Linked DNA regions of Sus scrofa: region 2 is linked to region 1. The links are chromatin contacts, called in public HiChIP or PLAC-seq maps. All regions are on one chromosome and are shown on one strand. The core of a region is the stretch at or near the end of the contact, and the rest is flanking DNA. Distances in the headings are between cores, read along the strand shown.

Evidence for each region. HiChIP or PLAC-seq counts read pairs in DNA pulled down with a chosen protein or histone mark.
Region 2: a contact with region 1 is called in an H3K27ac HiChIP or PLAC-seq map of alveolar macrophages. The contact joins two enhancer-like sites. A contact is called at or near these places in 2 of 47 Hi-C or Micro-C datasets (embryonic fibroblasts and epiblast stem cells) and 1 of 2 datasets of contacts at active chromatin or transcription factors (alveolar macrophages).

Annotation. Positions count from the first base shown.
Region 1 is chr3:58,312,683-58,317,754 of Sscrofa11.1, reverse strand. It overlaps KDM3A (lysine-specific demethylase 3A), which reads left to right. Exons shown (of 26, transcript XM_003124935.6): 15 at 228-355; 16 at 1,994-2,189; 17 at 3,209-3,381; 18 at 3,768-4,004. Among named protein-coding and RNA genes, the nearest start is that of KDM3A, 40 kb to the left of the region's middle. Within about 2 kb of position 2,269, at least 10 of the 83 cell types and tissues checked have an H3K27ac peak or open chromatin away from gene starts, as enhancers often do. A contact at or near this core is called in alveolar macrophages, where this site is marked.
Region 2 is chr3:58,630,102-58,635,173 of Sscrofa11.1, reverse strand. IMMT (MICOS complex subunit MIC60) reads right to left here. Exons shown (of 13, transcript XM_021087287.1): 12 at 4,725-4,854; 13 at 2,837-3,758. The coding sequence ends at 3,145. It overlaps PTCD3 (pentatricopeptide repeat domain 3), which reads left to right. Exons shown (of 24, transcript NM_001243030.1): 24 at 1-1,570. The coding sequence ends at 3. Among named protein-coding and RNA genes, the nearest start is that of PTCD3, 38 kb to the left of the region's middle. Within about 2 kb of position 2,248, at least 7 of the 83 cell types and tissues checked have an H3K27ac peak or open chromatin away from gene starts, as enhancers often do. A contact at or near this core is called in alveolar macrophages, where this site is marked.

The DNA of each region.
Region 1 (5,072 bases), core at 1,020-3,519:
ACTGTCCCCAAACTTTTTGATAAAGGCCTTGTAAATAATTTTGTAGGAAAGGAAATGGCACTTTTGGGGGAAGGCATACTTAGGAAGAAAAGGAGGGAATGTAAGCCCCTTAGAGTATTATGCGAAAAAAAGTTCTCCTTTTGGAAATAGCAGCTTCTGCGTTGTAATGTTGAGGTTGAAAGTACCTAATATCCTTGTTCAGATGTTTGCCTGTGCCCTTTTTTTAGCCCTCTATGATGTTGGAGACATTGTTCATTCTGTAAGAGCAAAATGGGGAATAAAGGCAAATTGTCCCTGTTCAAACAGGCAATTCAAACTCTTTTCAAAGCCAGCCTCAAAGGAAGACATAAAACAGGTATTACTGTCTATGCTAGATTTACCATCCTTGTGATTGTTGTCTCTCTGTTTTCAAATAACCCAAGGATTTATATAATATATTTGAAAGGAACATGGGGAGAGCTGTGGGTGGAAAGAGATAAATTCATGTTTCATGTGACATTTCATAAGCCCATTCTCAATTTTCACATTATTTTTGTGGACCTCATCTGTAGCCTCTTTTAGTAGGTTTTAATTTTTGTTCCTTGAAAAAGGAAAATCCTCTTCTATTATATATGGTCTACCTATAAGCTGCTGTGAATTTTGTATGGGTATTTTTTTTTTTTTTAAACTTCTCAGGACTTCCCATCATGGTGCAGCAAAACGAATCCGACTAGGATCCATGAGGTTGTGGGTTCAATCCCTGGCCTCACTTAGTGGGTTAAGGGTCCGGCATTGCTGTGAGCTATGGTGTAGGTCACGGACATGGCTCAGATCTGGCATTGCTGTGAGCTGTGGTGTAGGTCACAGACATGGCTCAGATCTGGCATCGCTGTGGCTGTGGTATAAGCCAGCAGCTGTAGCTCCAATTCAGCCCCTAGCCTGAGAATCTCCATATGCCATGGGTGTGGCCCTAAAAAGACCAAAAAAAAAAAAATCTCATGTTTTATAGAGTTAAAATTATTCAGATAAGCTTTAAAATAAATTACTGAATATATTTTATCTATATATATGAAGAATTGAAGGAAATACTATTGAAATGAACCTTTTTGTAGCTATCACTCAAAGTGAAAAAATGTACATTTGCTTAGTGCTTGAGGCCTTTTCCTTCACCGGTGGCACCATCACATTTTCCTCCCCACTGTCTCCTTTCTCTTCTTCACCCCAGTAATCTTCATCCCACGTCGCTTTTAACAATTATTTTACATTTTCATAAAGCTGTGTATCAGGGGCAGCACAGGTAGAAGAATTGTGATCTTTGGAATCAGAATTCTTTTCTTGCCGTTTTCTAGTTGCATAAGTTCAGCTCAGATGAATGTCAGCTTCCTCTCAGTAGAGAAATAATAAACAATACTGGTCATTGGGCATCACATGTTTGTATCACATGTAAAGCAAGGGCCAGGACCACAGTAGGAGTGTGACTATTTTTTTTTCCTTCTTAATATGTGTGTGTAAACTCAATAGCTGAGTTGTCAGACCAGTTTTTTAAGTAACAGAAATATAAGTGATACGTTCTGTCCAGTGTTGGTTTTTTTCCCCCCAGTTTATGTTTGCAGTCTTTTAAAGGCTGTTCCTCACACTTTAAAGACTCCTACCTTGTCCTAAATCAGAAGAGCATTTTCTTTTTTCTGCATCCCATTTCCTTCTAATTCACAGCTGTGTTGCCCCCCCACCCCCCCCACCCCCGCCGCCTCATTTATTCAGTCCCTCACTCAGCCACCAGGTTGTGAGTGCCTGTTCAGGACACTGGGGTGAGTTCATAGGGGAACTATAATTCTTAGAAGGCAAAAATTAAAATCCCTCTTACATTACAGTTCTGCTCTATTATTGCGGAATTACTGCAGTTGTAATGTTTTGGATATTTATCTCTTGGTGGTGAGCAGTTAGGGGAGGAGAGAAGAAAGGGGAAATACAGTTTTTCAGCTCATGTAAAAGTCTCCTTTTATTTTCACCACAGACTTCCTTAGCTGGAGAAAAATCGACTCTTGGTGCCGTGCCCCCACAGAATCCCTCAGCGTTGGAACCAGCGGCTGTGGGTGGGGAAGCTGCCTCCAAGCCCGCCAACAGCGTGAAGCCTGCCTGTCCAGCCAGCACCTCTCCTTTGAACTGGCTGGCAGACCTGACCAGCGGGAATGTCAACAAAGAAAACAAGGGTGAGTGTTTCTTGCTTTCCTACTGGTTCTGGAGAACTTGCATCTGTCCCCAGAGGGACCTGGCAGCCCCGGTTGTTGTGAAAACAGAGTGGCTAGAGGTCATGGGGAATGGAACGTGGTTCCCTGTAGTTATCCCGTGACCTGACACAGATGCAAGTGTTTTCAAAGTGCATCACCAGAAAGGAGAACTTTTGCTGATTGATAGACTGGAAATTCTTGGGCCAGGGATTGAACCCATGTCACAGGAGCAACCCAAACTGCTGCAGTGGCGATGCCAAATTCTTGACCTGCTGCGCCAAAGGGGACTCCAAGGTGTAGTTTTAAAATTAAAAAAGTGGGGTAAGGGTCATGTGAGGAGTCACAAAAAGAATAAAATTCAATACCTATTTATAATTTTTTAAGAAACCTTAAATAAGGAATGGAAGGGAATATCCTTAATCTTAGGAATTTCTACAGTAAAACTAATAGCAAACATCATAATAATGATTGAATTTTTTAATTGGTTGAATATTTTTAACAGTTTCCTTAAGATACCTGCTCTCACTATTTTATTAAATGTGCTGTAGTCTGGCTGTTGCAGTAAGGCAAACAAAGCTAGGATGGGGAAAAAAAAATAAAACTGTTGATTTTTGTAAACAATTTAATTATACATGTGAAAAATCTAAGAGAATATATTTATAAGCATATCTGTCAGGGTTAATAGTTACAATGTTAATTTACAAAAAACAATTGTATTTTATATAGTAGGAACAAACAAAAAATACTGTTTACCATGGTATCACCTTAGATATTGGAGGTGTGTGTGTGTGTGTGTGTGTGTGTGTGTGTGTGTGTGTATTTTAATAGCACTTAGAAATCCTTGTCCATATCAATAATGTCATTAGTTTTTATCCTCTTACGTTTTTTGGTTCTAGTAAATGAAAACCAAGTTCCAAGTAATTCTATTAATAGACAACTAGTGAGGAAGGGATTTGCCTCAGAATGCTTTTCCATCTGGATGTTTTTGGTTTTGTTTTTAGAAAAACAGCCAACGATGCCAATTTTAAAGAATGAAATCAAATGCCTTCCACCCCTCCCCCCCTTGAGCAAATCTAGCACAGTCCTCCACACCTTTAACAGCACAATTTTGACACCTGTAAGCAACAACAATTCTGGTTTCCTGCGAAATCTCTTGAATTCCTCTACAGGAAAGGTACGTGTTTCTTTTATTGTTTATGCTCCACCTTAAAAAGATGAATAGTCAGAATAGGAAGAGACTAGGGAAATTGAAACGGAAAGTAGAAAGGCAACTGTGAGTCCCATGTGTTCCTTCGTGGATACCGAAGGCTGTTTCATCGGCAGGTGGGCTTCGCAGGATTATAATTCTGGGCTGGGTCATTTTCTCCCATTAACACCTTTTCCTGAACCCACTTCTGAGAGCTGTGATGTTGGGTAGAGGAAGAGGACTTAGCTCCCTGAGGGTCCCGGCTTGGACTTCTTCCTGAATGTGTAGTGTTTGCTCATTCTGCCGTTGGAGGAATGCGTTCTTTGATGGTAGGGAACAACATACTTAAGACTTGTGCTCTTTTTCAAATTCAGACAGAAAATGGACTCAAGAATACACCAAAAATCCTTGATGACATCTTTGCCTCTTTGGTGCAAAATAAGACTTGCTCTGATTTGTCAAAGAGGCCTCAAGGACTGACTATTAAGCCCAGCATCCTGGGCTTTGACACCCCTCACTACTGGCTGTGTGATAATCGCCTGCTGTGCCTGCAAGATCCCAACAACAAGAGCAACTGGAATGTGTTTAGGGAGTGCTGGAAACAGGGGCAGGTAAGAGAGGCTCCTGCTGCCCAGCCCGCTCGGATCCCCTTCTGGTGCTTTTAGAACACTTCTGATAACCCCACCCCACCTCCGGCCCCTCCTCCAGGTTATAGATGCTATATACTATATTTCTTTTACTGTACTTGAATGTTTAGGGTAAATATAACTAGAGTGCAGAGTATGGCTCTGAGTCTTATTTTGCAGCATGTATTCCTGAGCTGCATTTTCCAGTGAGGTTTTGATGGCTTCTGACCAGTCCTCCTCAGGTTTTTGATGAGAGCGTTCTGGGCTGCATGATTCTGGTGTGCTAACCCTCGCTAGGAGAAGTGGGAGTGTGACTAAGGCCAGTGTGGTTTGGGGGATTAGACAAAAACTGGGTAAAAATCCGGCATCTCTCCTGCATGAATTAGAACCTTTGTGTTGAGGCCCTTTTAGGTGGTCCTGAGCCGTATGGTATTGTCCTGGAATTGGTGTGTAGTCCCCCAAGGGAAGGGGCCTGCTTTCAAGGGCAGCGATGCTCCATATTGGTTGCTGGTTTAGGAGATGCATGCGTGGCTTTGTAGACCTGCTCCTCTGCTTTCTTGTTTGGATTTATGTTTTCTGAATCTTTATCATCTCTTCTGGACCAAATGAAGTCCTCACTAGAGAAACATTTTGCTCTTAGACAAGGCCAGGACTTGGAGAATTGCTAGTAGCAAAAAGTATGCATTTAACAAAAAAAATTGTTTTCAGTCCTGTATTCTGACAAGACTTGCTCATAATGGCAGTGACAGAATGAATACAGTCTGCATCCCTAGTGTCTTGTTTGGATTACATAGTGTTTTTAAAAATGCAAACTTGTTGCCAATATTTCAATCAGGTTTTTTCATGTAAAGATCAGGATTTCTAGCTTGTCTTGGATAGCCAAAAGACCTGGCAACCTCAAGGCCACAGGCTGGAGGCCAGTGGCAGCACCTTCATAGGACAGGGCACTCCTGCCACCTTTGTCCCTCACATCCCCTGCCTGGCCTTTGAGCCTTTGACTCAGTTTTCTGTGAGTAGGGATTGGAGTCAGAAGGCGTGATCCTTGCCCTTAGA
Region 2 (5,072 bases), core at 999-3,498, 320 kb before region 1:
TGAAAGTGGGTGAATCAGGAGCAGCTGTGGCCTAGCACACTGCTGCAGTTGCCCTTGAGAACTGCAGCGTTGACTGATTTAGGTTAAATTCCTAGACTAAAACGGCCATGCACGCACAGAAGCGCCACTGCCGTTTTCTTTGAACACATTATGTGGTACATGGCCCCTCGTTTCCCGTGCAGTGTCTGTCCACTGCTGTCAGTGCACTTTGCCCTCCCCCATCATGGACTTCAGCCTCTCTTGGCTGACGCTGTGACACTGGCGCTTCCTCCACCGCAGAGAAAGCGTCTGAAGGAGTCTCCATACAGTTATATCACAGTTGGTCAGTAGTATCCCAGCCTCGGGGATGTTTATGTGGAAAATTTGCATCAGAGAAAACTGATTAAACAACAGTGGCAGGAGTTTGGGCTGCACAGCTGGGAAAATGAAAGCTGTGAGTAAATGTTGTAATTAAGGTACATGTATATGCGTTTCCATTATTTTTGTGGAGCCCATATTCTCCTGCTAGGCTTGGGGCTTGCGCAAGACTGTTTCATCTCTGAGTGTTGGCACCTTCTTCGGTTGTGCTATAATGATGTGTGTGTGATGACAGAAAGACAAGTGTCTTCTTGACATGACTGGATTACTGGCAATGCAGTAGTTTCAGAACCTTGGCCTCTAGCATCTCTTACCATTGTGACTGGGAAATGGTATTAGAAGCAAACGGTTTGGGAGGGTTGCAGGAGCTTCACAAGGGTCTCCAGCACTGCCTAGACTGCCAGGTCATATCTGATTTCCAGATTGGCCCGGGCATCTCCTGTGTTCTCAGACGAGCACCTTCGTCTTTACCCTGCCATGGTCGATGCTTCTGAGCTCCTGGACCGATGTCTATCATAGTGCCTGTCCCCGTCTCCATCTGCCATTCTCTGGCCAGGACACAGTCACTCGTTCTCAGAAACCTAAGTATTGACTTATGTTTTCTCCTAGATCATCAGTTTAAGGCATCTAATGGAGGGACAGAGCAGGCAGGGGAAATGCCAGTAGTTAGCTACCCAAGTACTCATGTGCATGGTCCCAAGTAGCCCCTTAGCTCATGGCCAAGCAAATGAGCAAAGTGACAGGTAAAGAACCTGGCTGCTTGGGAGCTTCTGTTCGCTCAGCCCCTCCTTTGCCCCTGGTTCCTGATTCTTGGCTGAGTAGGTACTTGGTGTGGTCCTTCCTTACAGACGTAGAGCTGTCTCCCCTGTCCGAGTGCTGAATCCTCACCGCAGTGTTTCGAAGCCGTGGAGTTAGTTGGGGGACTGTCCACCTGGGATGATGTGGTGTGAAGTGGGTGATAATGCGGCAGGCATGGTGGTCTTAGCCCTGCTACAGGTATTCCACACCCTACTCCAGGCAAGTAACTGTTTTCAGTTCAGAAAAAAAATTTTTAAAGGCCCATGGGGTTGTTTTGCATTCTTTCTTTAGCCTCTAATAGTAAAAGGTGTTCGGTTTTTCTACGTCAAAGTAAATAACCTACAAGTTGTGGGTTTTGGTTCAACAAAACATTTGAGTATGCTAACAATAAAATGCGTTGTCTTTTAAAACTGCAGGGTTGGAGATCAATTTTTGTGAATGCTAACCAGACTGTTTTAATGGAGCGGCTTAGAAAATGAAGTGCATTACATGTGGCTAAGTTTTGTGACATCTCTCTGCAGTGCACATTGACACACATATCTTAGCGCGCTCGATCATGTCAGCTGTTTGACTTCTCCTAACAGGACCTGCTCTGAGCTAGCAGTCCCTAGGAGTGTGGATGGGCAGGGTAAGCTTTATAGGACCGTTTTGATTGGATCTCAGTGGAAGAGCGGCAGTTATCAGAGAATTGGGCATGTTTAACTTGGTGGTTAGATGTAAGGCACATATAGGGGGAGGGAAGGAGCCCAACCTGTCAAAGATGGTTGTCTAGCCACACTGCACAGGCAAGGACCATCTGTACCAGCAGAACCTGTTCCCACAACAGCAGCACTTTGCTGGCTCATGCCTCACAGTCCCTCTCCAGGCCTTGGAAAGCAAGTTCTCTGGTTCAAGTAGGTCACAGAATTATTCAATCCCTTTAAGGTTCCAGGCTCACCACCCCCACTTGGTGAAGAGATTCACAGTCCACGCACCAGAAAGGAGCACTGATGTTTCAGAACTGGGAGCTGTGAACTCTTTAGAGCTGTGGGATTAATTTATGGGTAGAGAAGGGCTGACACAGTGTTATCATAAGTAGAAAGGGGAAGCGGTGGCTCCAGAAACTGTTTCCTGTGTACATGCACAGAAGTGTGTCTGGCTGAATGGGTCCCAACATAAAATACAACTTCTTCCTGTGGTAGCAGTCAAAAAAGTTTGGGATACATAGTACTCCTGGTGCCTTTGAAATCACTAGAATGGTGCATGTACAGCTGTAAATGCATTGGCATTTTGGTTTGTACATAACTATTGAGTTTGACTGGGAGGAATCAGTTCACCACAACCAGCCAAGAACAGGCCTAGAGTATTTCTGGGGCCTAGTCCCCAGCCTGGAAACCAACTGCCCATAAGTTCCTACTTCTGCTGTTGCTGCTTCTCCCAATCTCCAATTTCCTACAATACAGATTTTTAGGGGTGGTACTGGAGCTGCAGCTGCTAGCCTACAACACAGCCACAGCAATTTGGGATCCTAGCTGTGTCTGCAACCTACACCACAGCTCATAGCAGTGCTGGATCTTTAACCCACTGAGTGAGGCCAGGGATCGAACCTGTGTCCCCATGGATGCTAATCAGATTCGTTTCCTCTGCCACCACAGGAACTCCCAGAAGTTGCATTTTTTGAAAAGGGAAAAGCTACAAAAAGTTTTCACCTTTCTGTTTTTATTCAGTTTGCTCCAAGGGCAAAATCAATAGTAATAGTGATCACAAACATCATTTTGATTGGCTCGCAAGCCTGATCAGTAAAACCTGAAAAACAGAAAATGTTACACAAGTTGCAAATAAAGTACTCCTGGAGTTGACTGACATGATAGCAAGAGGAAATAATACAAATGCGACAGGCGTGAACACAGAGAACAGTACTTGTAACCTCACTTGTAGGCCCTGTTGCAAACCCGTCACATATTACTCATTTCCTCTGACCTGAAGTGTGACTGTGAGACCTCCTAGCCCTCACTCTTGCTGCACTTGGGTGGTTCCTATGCCTACGGCGCTGGCGTATGCCGTCAGGATTTCCACTATCTGCTTAGTTTCTAGGGTCATTCGGGCCTCCTTCAGCCAGTCCTGGGCCACGCGTCTGGACTCCCCTTTCAGCTGATTGACAAACTTAGCTGCCAGCTCCAGGTCACCATGCTCAATGCAATAGGAGGCATAGGCCAGTAATTTAAATGTGCTGGTATCCTCAGGGCAGAGCTCTGCCGGTGGCTTCAGCTGCTGAGGTGGGAACAGGAGCAGGGACTGTAAGTAGGAGAGGAAGTACTGGTATAAGCTATTTCTGGTCTCATCAATCATGGCTACTCTTCGGGCCAGTTTCTGGACGGCATAGAAACGGACTCTAAGGGTCTCTTCACTATACACGCCTCGGGTCAGGGACTCTGGAGGGAGAGCTGCGGTTAGAGCCTGGGTAAATTCAGAATCGGAGCAGCTGGCTCTGACGGCCTCGACCGCGCTCCCCAGGGGAACAGTGGGCAGATCTGGGGACGCCGTCTTCATGCTGTACTTTAATGCCTCCACCGAGAGCCAGAGTTGGTGGGCTTTTCTGGCCTCCTCTTCAGCTACTGCATGACCTGTTGGGGGGAAAAAAAGCAAAGACTTTTTCTCCACCTGACCACACAACCGTCTCATATATCCAGAGAACTGATATGCCTTCAACAAGCTAAATAAAGAGAAAGGTGGAGCCGGAGACGGCCTCTTTCTTCCAAGCCCATCCCACCACTACTTGTGATGCGTTTTTCCTAGCAGACCTCTTCACATGAGGCGACAGGGCTTGACATAATCTGATGAGGACTTATTTTAACTAAAACCATGGACAAAGCTGGGAGGATGTGTGCACAAGCACAGCTGAGTCTCCCTTCCCTCTTCTTGTGACATTTAAGACAACAGATACCAGATGTATTTATCTTTAGAAATATTTGAGAAAGAAAGGATAAACGAGGCTAAGACATAATAACTAAGGCCATCAGAAACTTCATGGATAGGAATGGAAGACGACTGGATCTGGACATTTTATGGGTACTTAGCTTACTCTTACACTCATCTGCCAAAAACAATTCCATCACATCCCAAAGAAACCCATTTCATTGACATCTTCACTATAAGGACGTTTTACACTTTCAACAGGGCAGAGAGGCCCCTGTAGCTACCCTCCAGATAAGCCTCCAACAGCAGGGCTGGAGACAAGACAAGAGCCTGGAGGACAAGCATGCAGCACACCGCAGTTCTGCTCCACTCAGGGCACGTGAGACATAACCAGAGTGTTGGGTAAACTGCCTTGTAAATGGTGACCTCTTGCCTGTCACCACATAAGGGAGTAAAAACCTCAAGCTAGATTCTTTTTCATTTCTTCTCACAACTGTGTTCCAAACTTATCAAATCTGGGGCTAATTTTCCAAGAGATGAATATAGTTCAATAAGAGTGACTTGGGCCTCTTCATTCCCTAATGTCAACGATGTATATACCATGATCCTTGTAATAAGAAATCACCCTAAGAGGTGGGGCTGACTGAAACCATCTCTCAGGCCTGTGCACTTACTCTGAACAGCCTGCTCGATTCCTCTCAGTCTGGCATAGGCAGTGTTTATATCCAGAGTGAAGTTGTCGACTTGCTCTTGACTGAGCCGACGAAACTGTAATTCTTGTTCAGTGAGTTTCTCAGATAGGTCCTGAAATGATAAAAAGTGCACAGAAAAAAGGTGACGCTGCTTCAATCACTGCATGTCATTTATCGGGCCACTAAGTCTTCCAGCAGCTGATACCTTCAAAAGCAAAGAGGGCCTTTGACATCTCAAAGCAAGTGTCATGAAACTCCTACATTATGTGTAAGGTTTCAGAAATTACCTAAAGCTTATATTTGATGTATAATCTATAAATTTACAGGTGG